Regions from separate parts of the Mus musculus genome. Here regions 1 and 3 are each linked to region 2. A link is a contact called in public Hi-C data. All regions are on one chromosome and are shown on one strand. The core of a region is the stretch at or near the end of the contact, and the rest is flanking DNA. Distances in the headings are between cores, read along the strand shown. Region 1 has its middle 74 kb from the start of Cpxm2. Region 2 has its middle 17 kb from the start of Gm35147. Region 3 overlaps Chst15 (carbohydrate sulfotransferase 15).

What was found. A called contact is a pair of places that touch in the nucleus more often than the background predicts.
Region 1: a contact with region 2 is called in a Hi-C map of the N1E-115 cell line, with 7 times the contacts expected there. The contact joins two enhancer-like sites. A contact is called at or near these places in 1 of 15 datasets of contacts at CTCF or cohesin (large pre-B cells), 1 of 484 Hi-C or Micro-C datasets (the N1E-115 cell line), 1 of 115 datasets of contacts at active chromatin or transcription factors (double positive thymocytes) and 1 of 9 other capture datasets (liver).
Region 3: a Hi-C map of the N1E-115 cell line shows a contact between it and region 2, with 4 times the contacts expected there. The contact joins two enhancer-like sites. A contact is called at or near these places in 1 of 15 datasets of contacts at CTCF or cohesin (large pre-B cells) and 2 of 484 Hi-C or Micro-C datasets (the N1E-115 cell line and liver).

Annotation. Positions count from the first base shown.
Region 1 is chr7:132,226,628-132,230,575 of GRCm38.p6, reverse strand. No RefSeq gene overlaps it. Among named protein-coding and RNA genes, the nearest start is that of Cpxm2, 74 kb to the right of the region's middle. Within about 2 kb of position 1,480, at least 5 of the 459 cell types and tissues checked have an H3K27ac peak or open chromatin away from gene starts, as enhancers often do. A contact at or near this core is called in the N1E-115 cell line, where this site is marked.
Region 2 is chr7:132,446,743-132,450,289 of GRCm38.p6, reverse strand. No RefSeq gene overlaps it. Among named protein-coding and RNA genes, the nearest start is that of Gm35147, 17 kb to the left of the region's middle. Within about 2 kb of position 1,604, at least 20 of the 459 cell types and tissues checked have an H3K27ac peak or open chromatin away from gene starts, as enhancers often do. A contact at or near this core is called in the N1E-115 cell line, where this site is marked.
Region 3 is chr7:132,297,193-132,301,088 of GRCm38.p6, reverse strand. The region is part of intron 1 of Chst15 (carbohydrate sulfotransferase 15); the gene reads left to right. Among named protein-coding and RNA genes, the nearest start is that of Gm10584, 17 kb to the left of the region's middle. Within about 2 kb of position 2,033, at least 3 of the 459 cell types and tissues checked have an H3K27ac peak or open chromatin away from gene starts, as enhancers often do. A contact at or near this core is called in the N1E-115 cell line, where this site is marked.

The DNA of each region.
Region 1 (3,948 bases), core at 231-2,730, 220 kb after region 2:
ACCAGACAACTAAAGCAGGCCCTGTACCCCGTCACCCCATTTAAAACTACTCAATGACACACTTACTTGACACCTACTTACCTGAGAACAGTCAAGGTTCTTACACCCCCCTCCTCTCTCTCCTGGAAACCCTGGGTGTCATGGCGTAGGGTGGCCCATTTCCATGGTGGAGCTGTGAGTGACAAACTCTTTCTAAGGGACCTCTGAACTCGCCTCACCAAACCCGAGTGAGGGATAGAAAACATTCGACATGCTTTCTCACTACAGCTTCACAGCCCTGCATGGCTCTCCTGGACCCATTACTGTCCACCCCTGCCCTACGCCAGATGCTGCCCTTCTCTTTGGAGTCCTGGCATCCTCAGCTCACGCAGGATGGAGTGGGAAGGCCTTCTCATCTCTTTACCCAGTTGCTCCTTCAGACAGACTTCAGCTTCTCCACCTCACCCTCAGCTTCTCCACCTCACCTTCATTTCAGCTCCAGCTGCTGCCCTCTGCGCTCCGGGCCTCCTTGCCTCACCAGCCTTCTGGGCCTGAGACCTGGTGGTTGGCATGCATAAGTGTGTGAGTGTGTGTGTGTGTATGCATGTATATTTATGTGTAAGTATGTGTGTGTGCATATGTATTTGTGTGTGAGTGTGTGCATGTGTGTTTGTGTGTATGTTTGTATTTATGTGTTAGTGTGTGTGTGCATGTGTGTTTGTGTTTATGTGTGTTTTATGTGTGTGCATGCATGTGTGTTTGTGTGTGTGTGTGCATGTGTGTTTGTGTTTATGTATGTCTATTTCCCAGCCTTGATCACTTGGTTATGTTAAGGGCACTTATCACATAAGCGTAGCCTGAAATCTGTCATCTGTATCCTGCTTGGTTTATGGTCCTTCCACTCAGCAGAACCATCAACTACTTTAGGCAGAAGGTCTTTCTGTCCATAGGCATGTCCTCGGAGCCTAGACTCAGCAAACCTTAGAGCAAAGAAATGCAAAATGGTGCCCTCAAGCTATAAACCAAAGAGGCATGGCCTTGGGATTCCCCTGGGGTCAGGGATGGCCTTAGAAACCGTCAGAGAGATCTTTGGAGAGCTCAGACCACTGGCAGGGGCTGTAGATGGCCAGAGCTACCAGTCAGTCCTGGGAGGAGATGCTAAGCAGAGCCCTGGAGACTGATAAGATCTGGAAGCAGAGGGTGGGGAGGGCAGGGAGAACAGCTAGGGAAGGGACCTGGCAGGAGGTAGAAGGGCTCAGGGTCTCCAAGAATGGCTGGACTCAAGAACACATGGACTGACCTCCTTTGTGTGACTCCATACAGGGGACCTGGAGGTCAGTCCATGTGGAGTGTAGGGGTGTGTGTGGAGTGTGGGGGTATGGGTGTGGGGTGTTCTTTTCTTTCTTTCTTTTTTCTCACGGGGCGTGGGAACTAGGGAGTGTTTGAAAAGCCACTGGGAGCAGGCACACTTGTTATTCGTGGTGATGGTGATGCTTCCTCTCACGTGTGGGTGTCTTTCTGAAGCTGTAGGCCTTGTCTCCAGCAAGCAGTTCAACTCTGCACTTGTATATTTTGTGCCCAAATGAGTTAGGCTTGTGTGCACATATGTACTCGCCTGTCATGTGTGCACATATGTACATGCCTGTCATGTGTGCACATATGTACTCGCCTGTCATGTGTGCACATATGTACATGCCTGTCATGTGTGCACATATGTACTCGCCTGTCATGTGTGCACATATGTACTCGCCTGTCATGTGTGCACATATGTACATGCCTGTCATGTGTTCACATATGTACATGCCTGTCATGTGTGCACATATGTACACGCCTGTGGAGGCCCAAAGGTTGACTTCTGCTTCTTTCTCAATCACTCCCCACTTTTCTTTTTCTTTTCCTATTTTCATGTGTGTGTGTGGGGGGGGGCAGACAGAGAAAGAGAGACAGAAAGGGTGACACATAAAGATCTGCTGCTGATTCTGTGCTCTTAAGTAATGTTAGACTGTAATTAAGACTGTAAAGGCTCCTGCGACTAGCCAGTTTGGAAAACTGCTGATTTATCTAATATTTAATTAAATAGCATTTTTGTTTTGTTTTGTTTTTCGAGACAGAGTTTCTCTGAGTGAGTCTGGAACTCACTCTGCAGAGCAGGCTGGCCTCGAACTTGGAAATCTGCCTGCCTCTGCCTCCTAAGTGCTGGGATTAAAGGCATGTGCCACCACTGCCCAGCATTAAATAGCATTTTTATAATGTCCAAAACAACTGGCATAAAGAGGCTTGGGAACAGATATAATTGAATTGTGGAGGCTATAAAATCAACTGGAGCATCTTGCAGAATGGCCTAAAACCAGGAGAGCCAAAACGTCCTGAGCATCGTGGTGGGATGTTTCCTGACATGGTAAAAAGCCTGACACTGGAAAGTCCAGATGTGGAGCATCTGTGGTGACAGGGCGAGAACAGTCATGCTACCACTGACTGTCACATGGTAGGCACCAGGTCCCTTGAGAGGGTACCTGTGAGTTTCTCACTGGACTCCCCCTCAACCTTTGGGGCAGGTCCTGTCTGTGCTCTGGTTCCAGTTTGAGGGTCATCAAGCTGAGGTCCTGAGCCTAGGAGAGGCAGAGCGGGGGGCCTTGCGCTTAGGTCTGTTGGCCTAGAGACGGTCCTAACTGCAGATTCTCAAATCAGAGTCTGTGAAAAGATTCCTAAAGAGGCAGGTGGAGCCAGCGAGCCAGCGGACCAAGGCTGGGCTGGGCGGCCACGTAGTTCTAAAGGTAGAGCCCCAGGCAGGTAGTGAGGGCCAAGATCAGTTGGGGTAGCAGCTTTAATGCCATTCACCCACAAAAGCCCAAGGAACAACCCATGGGATCCCTCTTGGCTTTAACCTGGTTCTGTCCTCATGGAAGTGTCACAGTGGTCTTACTGCCTTCCTCTACATGGGCTAAGACGCACTGGGTTGCCACGGCCAGCCAGTTCTTAAGTTGGCTTACGAGCCTTGTGGTCAGCAGTTTGGGTTGCTGTGGGTTCGAATCATGCTGGAGGAATGGGGTTGGGGTTGATTTCTTCCAGGACTGCCCTCCAGTCCACACAGAGGCCATTGAACCTCTCAACAGTGACCATAGCAACTGCTTGTTTCTTCCCACCTCCACATGAGATAATCCAGGGAACTCCTGCCATGAACAGCACAGTCAGCAAAATGGAATTCTGGAAATTTCCTACATGAGCGAGCCAGCAGTTGTTCAAAAGGCAGCGTACAAAGGCTCAGCTTAGGTAAATTTCCTATCCCCGCATCACCCTCTGCTTCCCCTCACTCATGAGCCTCTCTATCTCTACCCACACTCTTGCTCCATAGAGTTGCTTCCTTATTTACCCCAAGGCCAACTTCAAGGGTTATTTGCTTCTTGTACAAGAGCTGGGCCCATCCCCAGACACACAGCAGTGCAGAGCATTTTGAAGAATGGATGCCTAGAAAGAGTCGGACAGTCTCAGTTTCTCCGCTTCTGATTGGGGTGGAATCTAGAGGTTTTCATAGGGGCCTCTGTTGACTTTGGAAACAACCCACTTGCTCCATCCACTAACTCCTACAATGCCTTTGCAAAAGTGTGTGCAAGAGAGGGTGGGAACTGGGAGGAGAAGTGGGCAGTTCTTTCCCTAACACCTTGGGATAGCGCTGCTAGCAACCAGGAAGATCTGAAAGGTAGCCCTGCACTGCTCTCTTGTGGTTTACCTTGGTATTGCATCAGAAAGGCCTTTACTAGTCTTTGAGCAAGTAACCCCACCAAGACAGGAGGGCCACTTTTAAATGTAGGGATCACCTTTGACCTGGGCCAGGATTAACCTCAGTAAAGGGGTATTTGACACATCTGAAATCAGTCATTGGGCAGTAGTTCTGAAGAGATCCAGCAGTAACCGTGGATTCTTCCACATACGACTTGCTCCCAGCAGAGACTTACAGGAAGTCCTGTAGAG
Region 2 (3,547 bases), core at 355-2,854:
TTTGAAACCTGTTCTTAGAGATGGATTGCTCCGTTAGGCCGCTAAGAGCTTTTCTTGACTTGTCAACATTTTATCCCCCACAAACATTCTTGCCTATAAATTATTCATTACCCAGTTAGTGGTTTAAAAAAAAAAAGATGCCTAGGGCTGAAACACTTTCTTAATCTTCCCTCTTCTTTTCAGACATAGCTTTTTTTTTTTTCCTGCTGATGTAGAAACAGCTGGAAATCTCTGGAATTTAGGGCTGTGGTGGCCTGAGGAGGTGTTGTCAAGCTTAGTGTGTGCTAGGCTAGGCAGGAAGCATCATTTGTAGTTTGGGTATAACAGGAGGCTCTCTGTATGTTAATATTAGAAATAGGTGTGTCTGGGACCTTTTCCTTTCTTCGGGCTAGTAGAGTGTCAAGGGTTTCCTGGGAAGCTGAAAGAAGCCACAATGGAGGTCTGGTCCCAGTCTATCAGTATCACAGCTGGTTACACCTCAGCATCTCCCACAACACCCGTTTCTAGCCTGTCCCACTCCTTCTCAAGTTAGGATCCTGCCTTGTCTTTCTCCTTCTCTTGTCCTACATAACCTGAGCCTTGCTATGCTAAGACCTTTGTGCTTTTACATGGTTACCTGGAAACCAGCCTTCTCCTATAGCTTGGGTTCATGGGCTCAGCCATCTCTCTGCCCTGTGGGTAGTGATAGAGGAGGGATGGGTTGTATGGGTTCAGAGTTTAGGACTCATATTAGCTTCCCAATACAGTTAGGATAGAGCACCGCACACTAGGTGTCTTCATATAACAGGAGTTCAGGAGGCTACAAGGCTGAGGCCAGGCTGTAGAGTGACATGTAATTCCTGTTACATGAAGACACCTAGGAAGCTTCCAGGAGTTGAAACATCAACTTATTTTGGTAGGATATGATTCAACCCATCCAGAGGTCAGAGGAGGGAGTGATGTGGTCCAGAGGACATCAGAAGTGAGAAACTCATGCCCTATGGAGGCCCTCCTCTTCAGGAAATAGCTTCTCTGTGATCCTGGAGGAATCCTGTTGCCCCAGCCTTGCAGAAGGGTAGGTGTTGGGTTCTGCAGTGTACCAAGAAACCATCCTTTCAGCCTGAGGAAGGAATCTAAGAAAAGGGGATACGCTGTGGGGATTACCCCTCTACGGACCTGGGGTCTTCTCTAAATAGTGTGTACCTTGCTCCTGTCACCTGCTTGTATTCACCTGTCTCTGTAGTAGAGGTGGCTTCTTGTTGGTTCCTAAAGGCCCCTGAGTACCATTAGTACTCAGTGTAGTGAGTACCACTAGACCTAATGCTGGCTAAATGGTCTATTATTCTGGTCCCAGGAGACCCAGGCATGGCACAGGGAGGAATGAGTGAGACCATTTGCTTGTCTTAGCCAGAACATGGGATTATTCCATTAACCCTAGCCCCAACTAGACAAATAGGATTAATGATTCTATCTCAAAATATTTGTATTAGAAATTAAAGCAGACAGAGAGAAATGGTCCAGAGTTTGGCTTTCAAAGAAGATTCCTGGCCGCTGGGCTATAAACACTAGTGGCCATCTGCATTCCATCAAGGCAGATCTGGGATCCATCACTGTCTGCTGGCCCAGCTTCTGGGTCCTGCTTCCCAGAGAGCAGATCAAAGAGGCAGGGTCCTCGTGGCCCTTGTCCGCTCTGGTTGGCAGATGTCATTACTTTCTGGGTCATTCACCTTGTGTTCAACTTCAGTTTATTTTGTAAGTAGTTTGGAAATCCTGGGGTTCCTCCTGGCCAAGGCTCCCCCCAAGCATGGAAGTCTGCATGTCTGGAACAACAGTAGTGGAGCAAGGGGCGATCAGAGGACAGCTGAGAAGGAAGGTGTCAAGCATGCTCATGTAGGGCAGACTCATGTTTGTTAGTGAGGATTCTCTAGAGGGGCGGAACCAGTAGAATTAATGTACACATTAGCTTACATGACAATGTCTGGGCAGTCCAACAATGGCTGTCTCAACCAGAGAGACTGAAACACTGGTAGTTTCTCCATCCATTAGCTGGATTCCTTAGCAGCTCTGCTCTGGCACTGAAGTCCCAGAAGACCCTAAAGAACCAATGGCCTTTGGTTCATGGTGAAGCCCAAAGTTGAGTCCTAATTTCAGTGAAGGAATGTAGCAGCGGCAATGTAGGTGAACTTGTCAGCAAGAGTAAATGAAAGCAGGCAAAATTCTTCCTTCTTCCATCCCCTCTAGCCTCTGGGTATCACATGTAGGCTAGGTCTCCCCACTCAAAACAATCTGACCAAGGAAGTTATTTTCTGGAGTGTCTCTTAGTTGATTCCAGATCCAGTGTGTGTGTACTTCGGGGAGAGGTTGAGGGCTAGAGAGGTCAAGTCTCCTGTGTGCAGGAGAGTAGTAAATGACATTGCTTAGCAGGTCTGAGTGTTCCTCTGTTCACAATGGGGTGAGTGATGGCCGGTCAGAAGGATCTGGGGAGCTGCAGTGTCTTCCCAGCTGAGTGCTGCCTTGTCACTATGCAGGGAGCTGAGCAAGTTCCGAGTGTGCCACAAACACCAGAGCCACCACAGTATCCTGTGATGTCAGACAGCAGTGACTCAGGGCATAGACTCAGCAAGGCGCTTAAGGATGGATGCTCTCCTGGGAGTATTCACCAACTGAAAGGAAGGGCAGTCTATTCAGACGAAGTGTTTAGAGGAAGGCTTCGGAGCAATCCTTAGCCAGCATTTTCTAGAAATCTGAACCTTCTCAAAGAGATACAGGATCCGTAGGAGCTGAAGAGTCCTCTGTTTTCTGTTGTCCAGGTTACTTAGTTTTTGTTTTTATTGTCTCTAAAATAATGTTGCAAAAAATATGTAGGTCATTTATTTCAGTGTTATTATTTCTATCATCAGCCTCATTGAGATACTTGGCCAGAATCTCATTATGTAGCCTCTGGACTCACATCTATATTTATTCCAGGGTACATTAATTCCAGGATTTTTAGTGTGTGCAAAGCTGTGCACATACCAGAGACTGTTTTGTTTGTTTGTTTGTTTTATTTGATATCTATATATATTATTCTTGAGGGTGTAGCCTTGGGCATGAATGTCATCACTCAGGATGGTGGCTTCTGCGTCATCTGGAGTCACATATACAGCTGCCCTCCTCCTCTTCGTCCTGTGAGACAGGATCTCACTAGGTAGCCCTTGGCTGGTCTGGAATTAGTCTGCTTGTGCTGCTGTAAGCCTCCTGCTCCTGCCTCCCGAGCTCAGGAGTTGTGTCACTGTGCCCAGTTTCATGGGCTTTCTTGGCTTCTTTCCTGGATGTGCGCCACTCAGGTAGTTCCCAGAGATTTTCAGTGTTGGTTTGTTTTCCAGGACAGTTCTGCTAGCTTTGCTTTGTTACTGGCAGCCCTTGTAGTTATTCACGCTGCTGTCCCAGAAGAAGAAGCACTGCTTTGTATCTTACTAACCAAAGTGTCTTTCCTTATAACTTTGCCTGCTAATCCAGTCTTGGCAGAACACAGTGTGTGTGACATATCATAGTGTAATGTTCTGCTGTATTTACCATCTTATTCCCT
Region 3 (3,896 bases), core at 784-3,283, 150 kb after region 2:
TCTTTAGCCCCCTTCTTAAGAAAACGTAGTCTGACCCCAAATTGTCACGTGCAGTTTCATCTATAGGTCATGAACACCCACCTGAGCCTTGCTGGCCAGCAGCTGCTTTGAGGTTCGGAAAACCAGGGAGAGAAGAGAGATTGAAAAAAAAATACTGGGAGCCTTGTCTCCTTTGTAGCGGTTGGCTTGTGAACAGGAAAGAGAAGGGAGCCATGGTAGACAGCTAGAACAATAGTCTTAAAAACGGTACTGAAACAACCACAGAGTCCAGACATGAGCATGGGCTGTTAACCTGAGTTCAGTGGTAATTCAGGCAGCCTGGGTCTAGGGATGGGAACTAGGCACCTTAAACATCCACACTGATTACCTCAGTGACCAACGCTATCTTGCCTTGCCCTCTTCCATAGAACTTGATTTGTTCTTGCTCTTTCCCACTGCTGCTTCTAGAGAGTTCTCTGGAGAGTCCTGCCGTGGGTTTCCCCTTTGCTGCTGCTGCCTTGCTGCCTGCTAGTGGACCCCAACACTGCCTGCCTATCCCATGCCCTGCCGTCGCCCACAGGGAACGGTGTCTCCAGGAGATGTTTCTGTGGTTCCCTAGCCCTCTGTCAGGACATTCTGCACCTTGTCTACAGGTGGACTGCTACAGATAACATGTAGTAGTATTCTGCGCTGGTGACATGTGAGCGCCAGCCTTTCTGCCCTGCCTGCAAACACGCTGGCAGATCCTCACCAGATGATCCCTAGTCCCTTTTTGTGTGTTAGGTCTCCCCCAGTCCTCCTCAGATGTCCTTACATGACTGTCACGCTAGAAAGTTTGCCAGTAAATGTTAATTATGCAACAATACACAGATCTGCTTCCCACTGCTTAAGATTAATTCTTTAAGTTGTGGCTAAAATATAAACTTCTTTGTAGTTTAGTAAATGAAGAGAAGAGAAAATAGGTTTCTTTTTCTTTTTCTTTTTCTTTTTTCCAGAGTAGCTTGATTTAGAATCATTCCAGATGTTCACCCAGCATCTCTCTTTCCCGAGCCCAACTGTCTGGAAGCTGTCTTGGGCTGAAAACCTGCCAAGGACCCCCTTAATCTCTCCCCACTTCTAACACTGCCTCATAATTTTAACTATTTTGAAATGATTTTAGACATGCAGGAAGTTGCAGCGTTCCTATGTACCCTTTGCCCAGCTTCCTACAATGATAACATCATCTGTGACCCTAGGACCCCATAAAAGCCAGGAAATTGAGGCTGGCCCAATCTCATTAACCAAGCTGCAGGCCACAGTCTGCGTCTCTTGATGTTATTAAACCCAGGGATTCACAGCACTTTGGAAGCGTTTAGAATTTCACTAAGTTCAGTTCCGTCTTTTATCATTTAGATGATTTTTGGATCCTTTCCAATTGGCAGTCAATGATATTAGTTTCTGCCAGGTCAATAAATCCTTGAAGGGCCACTTTAATGCATTTCATGAATGCTCGATCCTGCTTGATACTCTATGGGTTCCTCTACCTGAAGAGTGGACCCAGATAACCCTCTTATCTGGGTTTGAGGAATTCCTGGAGACAAGGAATGATTCAGGTCAGTGTGGTGTAATGGAACATATGACTGAAAACTGAGGTCTTGAGATCTGATCACAGTAACCAGAATACATGGGGTTACCTAACATTCCGAGTGCCCCCATTTCATAGTTCAAATTCTAGCAACTTAGTAGTAGAGTTGGGACTTGAACCTAGATGATCTGAATCAGAGAGTGCTTGCAGCCTGTTAGCCTTTCAAGCGGGTCTACACACTTTTCTGGCCTGGTTCTCACTGACTGTGCCCTGGTTGCCCCCCACCCCCACCCCCACCCCCAGCTCTGAGATGGGCTTTACTAAGATCTACCACATCTCTTAATGTAAGTGCAGTGGCTTTCCTGGTGAAATGGTTTTACTGGCAGAGCTGGGAGCCCTCAAAAAGAAACAAGCAACCCACCCAACCCCTTGGAGGTGCTTTAAGGTGAGATTTTTGTAGTTGTATTTAATGTGATAGGAGCCTTAGTTCCCATTGAATTATCTTTTGATGTGTTTTAATTAGGCCATCTGCAAACTGATTTCAAGATGCAAAATCCCGAGTGGCCGGCCAGCCCAGCACCCCCATGTACTTAGCTCAGGACTCACATGATGTGTGTGCATCCCTTTCTCCCTGTCATGGGTGCCATTAATGGTGACATGCCACTAGTATAGAATATGGGAACTTTGTCTGCATAATTGGGTTTGCAGTCTCTACCAAGGAAGCCTGCTTATAAATGGTGTTTAAGCTGCACAGGCTTGGGGGACAAGCTGTAAAAACCAACAGTGCAGAGCACTGGGTGAAGGGCTTAATTTTCTCTTCTGCTTGGGGACCAAACACATTACTCCACGAAGGTAAAGATTTTCCCATTTATAGAGGCTGTGAGGGATAAGCCTCGGCTCATAAATTTCCTCCATGGCCTCTCCTCAGAGCCTGTGAGATGGCCTGACTCCGGGGACCAGTGTCTAACTACATTAGTGCGATAAATTAAAGGGCCCAGTGTTGGCTAAATTGTCAGGCAGAGCTGCATGGGAGCTGGCCCTGAGATTGGACTTGTGATAAACAGGCTTCTGCTAGCTCCTCCTAGGAGAGGGACCACTCTCGTCCCCATTCCCAAGCACTCCTAGGAAAGCTCCAGTGATAACCCAAATCTGAGACAGAAGGTAATGTTCAGAGTGAGTCGTCATCAGCTGGAATGCATAGGAAGGAATTCCTGGGTATGTTTTCTCCATTCGATCTCATTGTCATTGTCATTCTATCTGTCTTGTCTGTTGTCTGTCTGTCTATCTATCTATCTATCTATCTATCTATCTATCTATCTATCTATCTATCTATCATCTATCTATCATCTGTCTGTCTATCTATCTATCTATCTATCTATCTATCTATCTATCTATCTATCTATCATCTATCTATCTATCTATCTATCTATCATCTATCTATCATCTGTCTGTCTATCTATCTATCTATCTATCTATCTATCTATCTATCTATCTATTGTCTAATTTGTTCTAGGCTATTCTTAGGTTAAATATGTAGCCACGGATGACCGTGACTTTCTGATCCTCCCATCTTTGGATTGCAGATGTGTGCCACCACACTTGGTTTATGCAATGCTGCGGATTGAACCCAAGGCGTTGTCTATGCCAGGCAAACATTCTTACCAATGGTCTTAGTAACCTTTTTATTGTGATAAAGCATGTGACCAAAGCCACATAGAGAAGAAAGTGTTTAATATGGTGCTTATGGTTTCGGACGGTAGAGTTCATAATGGTGGAGAAATGGACACACAGGGAATATTGCTAGTCTTTTGGAACCACAAAGCCTGACCCTAACGACACACCTCCTTCAAGGCCATAGCTCCTAATCCTTCTCAAAAAGTTCCACCAACTGGGGATCAAGTATTCAAACATGAGTGTATGGGAGCCATCATCATTCCAAACTGAGCGATATTCCCGGTTTTCATTATTAAACTTTTTATGAATCTATAGACTGGCAATGTGATTTTCAGGCTTTGGTGCAACATGGTCCTAAGAGTCCCATATTAAAGAAGCCAGAACTTCTTTATAGCAGAGCATTAAATGAAGTACACAGAGGGTTTGAACATGAGTTGACTTTACAAATGTTCATGTAGCTGGCTCTGGAAGCTTGCATGATACTGAATCTGGAGGGATCTGATGTAGGGCACCTTGGGAGAGTCAGAGTGTGAATGCCCAGATGGCAGAGGTGTGCTGAATTCTGTGTACAAATCTCCGAGGGGTTTGGCCAGGTGCCATTCTGGGGACATAGTGTGCCTGTCTGGAGACACTCTTAGGAATGCTTAAGGAACTGAAGCAACACATCATGATTTTCCTA